3 separate regions of the Hordeum vulgare genome follow, and all the other regions are linked to region 1. The links are chromatin contacts, called in public Hi-C maps. All regions are on one chromosome and are shown on one strand. The core of a region is the stretch at or near the end of the contact, and the rest is flanking DNA. Distances in the headings are between cores, read along the strand shown. Region 1 has its middle 450 kb from the start of LOC123430055. Region 2 holds the start of LOC123426205 (calcium-dependent protein kinase 17). Region 3 overlaps LOC123426204 (a long non-coding RNA gene).

Region 1 (2,709 bases), core at 79-2,578:
CACCCGCCTCCGCGGCCATACCTCTCCCCGCTCACTGCCCCCGTTGCGGCGCTCGAGCCTATCGCATCGACCCTGGTCCACCCTGGCGTGTGCCCAGGCCGCTGCCACACCACTCGCCGCCGTGGCCGACCTCAACCACCACTGTTGTCCATCTCAACCCACCCGCCTCCGCGGCCGTACCTCTGTCCGCTTGCTGCCCCCGTTTCGGCGCTCGAGCACAGCTTCTGGATCGAATCAACGCGACAGCTACAGTGACTGGGGATGATGCGTCTGCTCGATGCAGAACGGTGGTGGCGCGGCGGCGCGAAGTACTTGCAGGTGGAGGCGGGCCTCCATGGCTCACGCGGGGAACTCCGAGGTTATGGCGCGGCAACGACGACTCCTTATGGCCAGATAGAGGCGCCTAACCCTTGCTCCCCTCATCGTATCCCCTCCTCCGGCAGGAACTCATCATCTGGGGAGATCCCCTCCCCATGCCTCCAACCGTGTGCCAAGCACCTGAATGTATTGAATGTAAGATTGTATTGTTGTAGAGATAGAGAATGGAACACCACCTTCAGTTTGTCATCTGATCCCACATTCTCTACCTCACGAGTGAAATAAGATAACAGTCCATTGATCAATTCACGTAGCCTCTTTGTTTTGCTTTGCTTGTCCCACTCAATTTCTCATCATGATGGAATTAACAACGGATGGGTTGATTTCTCAACAAAATAGGATAGGGCTGACTACATTAGTTAGTTATAACTTATTATTTTAATAAATCAAAATGATTATAAAAAGATTAAAAGCGTGTGATATTTTTTTCTCCCGTTGCAACGCACGGATCCTTTTGCTAGTCATCTCCTATATATGGACACCCCCTCGTACAAACCTGGAAACCCTAGCCCCTTTCATCATTATCCGCACCCTCCAACTCGAGCCGCCACCACTTAGGGCATCTCCAATGATGGTATGATGATCGTTGGTAAATATGTCATGTAGATTGTTGTGATGAGGTGGCTTATAAAATAAAAGAGGAAAGAGAATAAGATCGTATGATCCTTAACCAACGTTCTGCGCACAAGCTCCAAGGTAATTTCATTCATTTCCTGCTCATGGGCATTGGTCATCAGCTTATTTATATCCATTTAATATGTGTGGTCCTCAATAAACTAACATACGCTTCATTGAAGAACTCGTATGATACATCGTTGGTTGCTTACGTGAACCTTGTACCAACGAATCTATCATACAGACTATTAAAGATGCCCTTATTGCCTCCCATGCTTCAGCCAGCCACAGCGGGCCCTCCAGGCCTGAGCGAGTTATGCCCGGGCCCAAAGCCAAGCCGCCGCTGTCCGCAACCGCCGCCTCCCACGAGCTTCTTGCACCCATGGCCTCCTCATGAGCTCCCCATCCCCATGCCCGCTGCCCCATTGCCGGAGGTCTCCGGACCTTGCCGGCCGCCACGTCCTCGCTCGCTAGAGCCCAAGCCGCAGGCCAGTGCCGCCATCCTTCTCCTCCTTTGTCCTCCCTCTTCTTATCTCCCTGTATTTCACCTATCTTTCTCTCCCGTATGCCAGGACTCCATGGAGACCCCGTCGGAGCTCGCAGCCACCTAATCTATCATAGTCGTAGCCCGAATTTGATGCGGGATGGCCGGTTTCCTCCGTCTCCGCCAAGATCCGGCGCCTCCCTATCACATCGGACCTCCTCGCCGGCGTAGTTCCACATCCCCTATCCCGAGCGCCATAGTCTGGGTCGAGCCTGATCCAGACCGGAGAGATAATTGCACGTAGGAAGTCGACGGCAAGGTCCAACACGGTCCCCGAAATTGAAAAGTGCTTCAATACGTAGTCAATACGGTCCTAGCCTACACATCGCATACGTATTGCATATACTCGCGTATGACACGTCAGCATATTCGTCAGACCCGTGTGTCAGTGGCCACATGCTAAAATTTAGACGAAATGAAACAGCCTGTGGGGTTTTGAACCAGCGATCTCTGAACTTATTTTGCATGTGCTACCCACCAGACCAACGACTTGCTCTTGTTTTATTTACTACGTACGTTTTTTATATATACTAGCAAAAGAATCCGTGCGTTGCAACGGGAAAAAAACAATAATAATATCCAATGATGCTGATCATATTATGTCTTTAAAATTTTAGGACATTTCTTGAAATGCATGAACATTTTTTAAATTAGCAAAAGTTGTTTTCAATTGCACTCAAAAAATAACACACAAACTTTTTTTCAAAATCATGGACTTTTATTGTTTTCACCAATATTGTTCTCAAAATTATGAACATTTTTTTGAATATGCGAATATTTTTACAAAAATCCTGAGCATTTTTTGAATTCACAAACATTTTATATTTTCTTCAAACTTTTATTTCAAAATTCCCAGTTTTATAAATTGCAAAAGTTTTTCAAAGTTCTAAATTATTTAAACTAAAAAATGGAACAGAAAAATGAAAATAAAAAATGAGACTAAAAACATAGGAACGAAATGTTTTTAAGATTTTTACACGGACTTTTGTTTAAAATCGTTGACTTTTTTATTTTATGAACATTTTCTCAAAGTTTAAACATTCTTTTATATGCAATTTTTTTTCAAAACTCCTGAATAGTTTTTGAATTCTCAAAAAAAATGTTTTTCTATATTTTATTTTGAAATTTGCAGTTTCTTAAAATTGAGAAAAGTTGTTTGAAGTTCTAAATTA
Region 2 (2,709 bases), core at 93-2,592, 810 kb after region 1:
ATTGTATCATGGGTGAGGCCATGTTCATGACTAAGATTTTGTCCCACTAGCACGTCATGAGCCCACCCATTACAAAATATTAAGCCTTTGTGAGAAATAACGAGAGCGCATTTTATTACAAGTGAACTAGTAGCTCTTTCCTTTGGTGGTCAAGTAATTATCAAATGAAGCAACTCTCTTTTCTCTGCCTCTCTTATGCCCACAAACTTTTTTGCCCATGCGTAGGATTACATGTATGAATAGGGGCAGAATAGTTATTATTTATAGCTCATATGAGCTAAGATCATCTTCATTTATTTCTGAAAGATCTAACATAATTATCATTAGCAAATATTATTTTGCCCATGCGTAGGATTACATGTATGAGTAGGGGCAAAATAGTTATTATTTATAGTTCATATGAGCTAAGATCATCTTCATTTATTTCTGGAAGATCTAACATAATTATCATTAGCAAATATGCATTTCTTTTTAGATGAAATTGCTAGATAGTATATAATTTTACTACTTAATGTAGAATGCATCCATGCTTCCATCAAAAGAACTGTCTTCGCTAAACACATTTTCAAGTAACATGCAAAATTCATGGATAGAACCAAAGATCCAAGTTAGGAGGGCATGTTGCGAAGGACCAAGCTCAAGTCATGGAAGTATTTCTATTGGTGATTAGAACATACATATATCTGGATGTGATGTTGGCTAGATTAACATTTCTTGTGTTGCCTTATTTATGTCAAATAATGCAAATATTTGTGAAATGTAAGAACATGATCTTCTGGTGTAATGTTCTTTCCTTTTTGGTTGCACAAGCTTGAGGTTATCATTTCTCATATAACTCTACTTCGTTTTCTTATTCATGACTTTGTACTATAGGTCACTTGTGTGAATATTTATTTGTTATGCATCGTGTTCGTGTTGACATCTGCTACGTGACAACTGATGCCTCCTTTTCACCTTTTCATTATTAATGCCCAGTTCTGAATTGATATAGAGATGAGATGAAAAATGATGGCAATCATAAAGTTGAAATTACCTTTAAATTTAGGAATCAATTAATATCTACATTTATAAAACTTTCAATAATAAAATGCACGAACACGACAACGTGCGTCATCAATGATTCCTAATACTTCTTCTGTCCTAAAATAACTGTCTCAAGCTTAATACAATTTTATAGATACTTATTTTGAGAGGGAGAGTAATATAAGGATCGAACAGGACACGCAAATTATCCCACGTCCCCTCCGTCCGATCTGGCGCGCATCGCCATCCCGCGCCGCTCGCTTCCCCGACACACCCCCTATGCCCACTGCCAAGCCGGCCCCGCAGTTTCACGTGGGCCACATGTCAGCCGCACGAGCCCCTCCCCGCCTCGGCCATCTCCGGCCATCTCCTCTCCTCCACCAATCCTCCTCCGATCCAATCCCCGAGTCTCCACGCCGCCGCATGCCGTCGTTGCTGCCGCCGTTTGCCTAGGCCTCTGCCGCCCCCATCGCCGGCGCGATGGGGAACACCTGCTCCGGCCCCAGCGCCACGCCGGATCGCCACGGATTCTTCAACACCGTCGCCGTCGCCGTACTCTGGCGCCCCGGCGCCGCCCGCGCCGAGCCGGCAGTCCCACAGCCCAACTCCTGCCCCTCCATATGCTCCTCCACCTCGTCCGCGGCCCCCGATCTCGAGACCATCGACGACTCCGACCTCTCCTCTCCCTCCTCCAATCCTAACAAGCCCAAGGTAAAGCGCGTCCAGAGCGCCGGCCTCCTCGCCGAATCCGTCCTCAAGCGCGACTCGGAGCGCATCAAGGACCTCTACACCCTAGGCAAGAAGCTGGGGCAGGGCCAGTTTGGCACCACCTACAAGTGCGTCGAAAAGGCCACGGGGAAGGAGTTCGCCTGCAAGTCCATTGCAAAGCGGAAGCTCGTCACCGAGGAGGACGTCGAGGACGTGCGCCGCGAGATCCAGATCATGCACCACCTCGCCGGCCACCCCAACGTGATCTCCATCGTCGGGGCTTACGAGGATGCTGTTGCCGTGCACCTCGTCATGGAGCTCTGTGCGGGAGGGGAGCTGTTCGACAGGATCATACAGCGGGGGCACTACTCTGAGAAGGCCGCCGCGCAGCTGGCTAGAGTAATCATTGGGATTGTGGAGGCTTGCCATTCTCTTGGGGTCATGCACAGAGACCTCAAGCCAGAGAATTTCTTGTTTGTGAACCAAAAGGAGGACTCGCCACTCAAGACCATTGATTTCGGTCTCTCTATCTTTTTCAAACCAGGTCTGGCCTCTATCCTTGGTGCTGGCTGTACTGTAGAACATGCATGACATTTTGCTGGTGCAACTTTTTATATATATCATGGACAGTGCTAGCTTGAGCTGCTATCCCGGTGGATGTGTTGTATTGGTGCACTTGCAGCTTTCAGTTGAGAATCTTTATTTAATACGAGCTGTTGAATACTATTGTGCTAGACTACTAGGATTATTTGAAGTGTTTTTGATCAGTTTTCATGTCTAGTAATCGACTCATAATTCCAGTTTCAGGGATAAATACATTGTGTGACAGTAGTAATGTGTAAACCAGGGATACTTAAGCGTCTACAAGTATAACAGTAACTTTGAGACATAAGCTTGTAATTCGTGAGAACTTAATTTATGTCGCTGCACTTTAGATAAAAGTAATTTGGCCCTTCTTTGTCCATGTGTGAATGTGAA
Region 3 (2,709 bases), core at 56-2,555, 610 kb after region 1:
TTTGCTTCGTATATCAGTATAAAGTGAGTGTTCACCAGCTAAGAGTAGTCCTGGGGCTGATGAACTCAAGGGCCTATTTTCTGAAAATTGTTTTTCCAAAAAACCGGTCGCTAGAACATTGGTATTAGAGCCAGGCTGACCATTGGCTAAACCTATCTTAGCTAGGTCGCCATCCCTAGACCGGGTATTTATGCATCCACAAGCCAGCCTAGCCTACGCAACAGCCAACCACAGTGGCCATATGACACCTTTTTAGAGTCGGTGCCCAACCTGTCAGCCCAGCCCGGAAGTTGTGTATCTATGACCGACACTGGAGTTGTCGCATCCCCTAGCATGCGATGGAAAACTCCTTAGCTTATAAACGAGAGCCTTGACTCAACCTAGCAAACCACGACCTTGAACTCACCCCAATAACCCTAGATGAACAAGATGCTTGGCCGAGTTGTTTTCAACAAGACCACTGCATCCGAGCATGGAGACTTTGTAGTCATCCTTGCCAACCTCAAACCGCCATGTTTTTGGTCCATGATGAGCCTCGAGATGCTATCCGTCAGCTTTTGGTCCATGATGCACATCTATGGCGGGAGTTCCTCACTTGAATGCCCTTGCCATTTTACTAGTAGAGCAGCCGGCAATGAACCCCAAGCCTGTCAGCTTGCAGCCCGAGAAGCTATAGTCCATCTGCGACATTTGTCACCGTGGATGAATAGCCGACTGTTCTGCTACTATCCTAGTCGTGAAGGCTATGGTAGCCCGACCCAAGTTGCCAGTGAAGACCTTGAGGAAGGCCCTGCTTTAGTACCGGTTGTGCGCGATTTGAGAGCGCAAGAGGCACTGATCGATCAAATCACCTTTGATCTAGTTGTCAACCGCACGTCAGTTGCTCAATGAACCTCGGTAAGATGTGGAGTTGCCACCACCTCCAGCAACCAGTTTGTATTATTTGGAAGACCTAATGGATCCTTGAGGCCCGCCCCAACCTTCCCGTTAGCCAGCCCAATTGTGACCCCGTTAGAGCTTCACCGCAGTTTGGATGCTCAAAGCAGCAACCACGGCAACCCTCGCGACAATCCGGCGTCCGCTTCTACCGTTGCAGTGGCTAACAGCTGCCACAACAACCCTCATGGTTAGTCGGCGTCCGCTTCTGCCGATGCAGTGGCCAACACTTCCCAAGCCTTCCCCACATGCCAGCTAACCCCATGGACCACTACTACATCAGTCTACTAACTCTCAGCCCCGCCAGACTAGCCCTACCTCCCGTGTCATCGCCAGAATTGGTCGCCCGTGATCTTATCCTTGGGCCGGCGCAGAACTGCCACTGTGTGGCTATAAAAGGAGGACCCGTGCACCCAAAGCAACCCAGTGACCCCCTAGACCCATTGCCATCTCCCCCTTGCTCCAATTTGGTCGGAGCCATCCACCGTGCTCGCCACCGGCTGTTTCACCGCCGCCAACGTACGGTTGAATTCCGGCGAACCCGAGCCTCAACCAACCCACCCTAGCCCCTGTAACTTTGCCCTCGACCCTAGAACCCATCCCCATGCCCATTTCCATGGGCGGCAATCCACAGGCGGAGCTATGATCGCCGAAACCATCCGACCACCATGGTTGAAGTGGTGCTCACTCCCGAGCTCTCCGGCAACCCCTGCACCCTCTAGAAAACTAGCCCCTTCCCCAGAGTACGCTGGTGTGCCCCGCCCTAGAAATGCTGCCCCTAGCACCGGCAATCACCGTCAACATCAGCCCTGTCGTGCACATGAGAGGAGGGAGACGAACACCATAGGTGGGTTCCACCTATCGATGAGCCAGCCCCAGCCCTGCTGGCGCAGAAACCCTTGGTGCATTTTCTCTTCAGGAAAGCCATGCCCCGAAGTGCATCTCTCTATTTCGAAAGTGTATTTCCTACTGAAATGTTTTCTTTTATATTTTATTTTAAAACCAGATTTTGATTAGAGCTTATACTGCTCATAACTTTTAAAACACAACTCCAAATGAGTTGATTCTTTTTCTATTTTTTCCCTAACTCCACCTAGTTTATTTTCATATATATTTCAAAAGATCAAACAACTTTTATGTGCTGTTTTAGAATTGTGTGTTAAATTGAATATTTTCAAAGTAGCAAATTAGGGCGATGATAACTCCTTCAAGATTTTTGGGTTGCACACCACCCTTCTTCATTCCCAGGGTAAGATCTTGAACTCTGATTTTGCCTTAATTTGTGTGATTGCTTGTTCCGATGTATGGATGCACGACTGCGTTACTTTGATAAGAGCTCCCACACAGAATCATGCTTTGCATAAATGGATGTGATGGATATTTTCTTGCTATTGAGTATGTGATGCAGATGGTGAGTGGGTACTACCTCATGCCACGTATGCCATGCTGGTCTGGACAACCTTGGAGTAAGGTTTGCCGTGCTAAATATGTGACCATGGAACTGACATCTCATTGTGACAAGAGTGATCAGTGAGGGGATATCGAGGTGTGATGGTGCTAACACTATGTTATATCATTCAAAAAATTGTGTGTTGTTAACCCTCGCAGGAAAACTTAAACCTTCTGAGTCGACTGTAGATCCACTTTTGTTAGTGCGTCACCTTACTTTTTGTGCTGCCACAGGTCTTCCTGAAAGTTAATATGACTTAGTAGGTCGTAATCCTATTACCATGTGCACACCAAGTAGGGGCAGAATGAAGGTTCCATGGCCCT

What was found. A called contact is a pair of places that touch in the nucleus more often than the background predicts.
Region 2: a Hi-C map of leaf shows a contact between it and region 1, with 3 times the contacts expected there. The contact joins the promoter of LOC123426205 here to the enhancer-like site in region 1. A contact is called at or near these places in 2 of 6 Hi-C or Micro-C datasets (leaf and an unstated tissue) and 1 of 1 datasets of contacts at active chromatin or transcription factors (embryo).
Region 3: a contact with region 1 is called in a Hi-C map of seedling, with 2.3 times the contacts expected there. The contact joins two enhancer-like sites. A contact is called at or near these places in 2 of 6 Hi-C or Micro-C datasets (leaf and seedling).

What each region holds. Positions count from the first base shown.
Region 1 is chr2H:335,483,448-335,486,156 of MorexV3_pseudomolecules_assembly, forward strand. No RefSeq gene overlaps it. Among protein-coding and RNA genes, the nearest start is that of LOC123430055, 450 kb to the left of the region's middle. Within about 2 kb of position 1,329, at least 3 of the 3 cell types and tissues checked have open chromatin away from gene starts, as enhancers often do. A contact at or near this core is called in leaf and seedling, where this site is marked.
Region 2 is chr2H:336,291,974-336,294,682 of MorexV3_pseudomolecules_assembly, forward strand. It overlaps LOC123426205 (calcium-dependent protein kinase 17), which reads left to right and starts at 1,343. Exons shown (of 8, transcript XM_045109994.1): 1 at 1,343-2,275. The coding sequence starts at 1,504.
Region 3 is chr2H:336,097,971-336,100,679 of MorexV3_pseudomolecules_assembly, forward strand. It overlaps LOC123426204 (a long non-coding RNA gene), which reads left to right. Exons shown (of 2, transcript XR_006622102.1): 2 at 1-42. Among protein-coding and RNA genes, the nearest start is that of LOC123426204, 3.3 kb to the left of the region's middle. Within about 2 kb of position 1,306, at least 3 of the 3 cell types and tissues checked have open chromatin away from gene starts, as enhancers often do. A contact at or near this core is called in leaf and seedling, where this site is marked.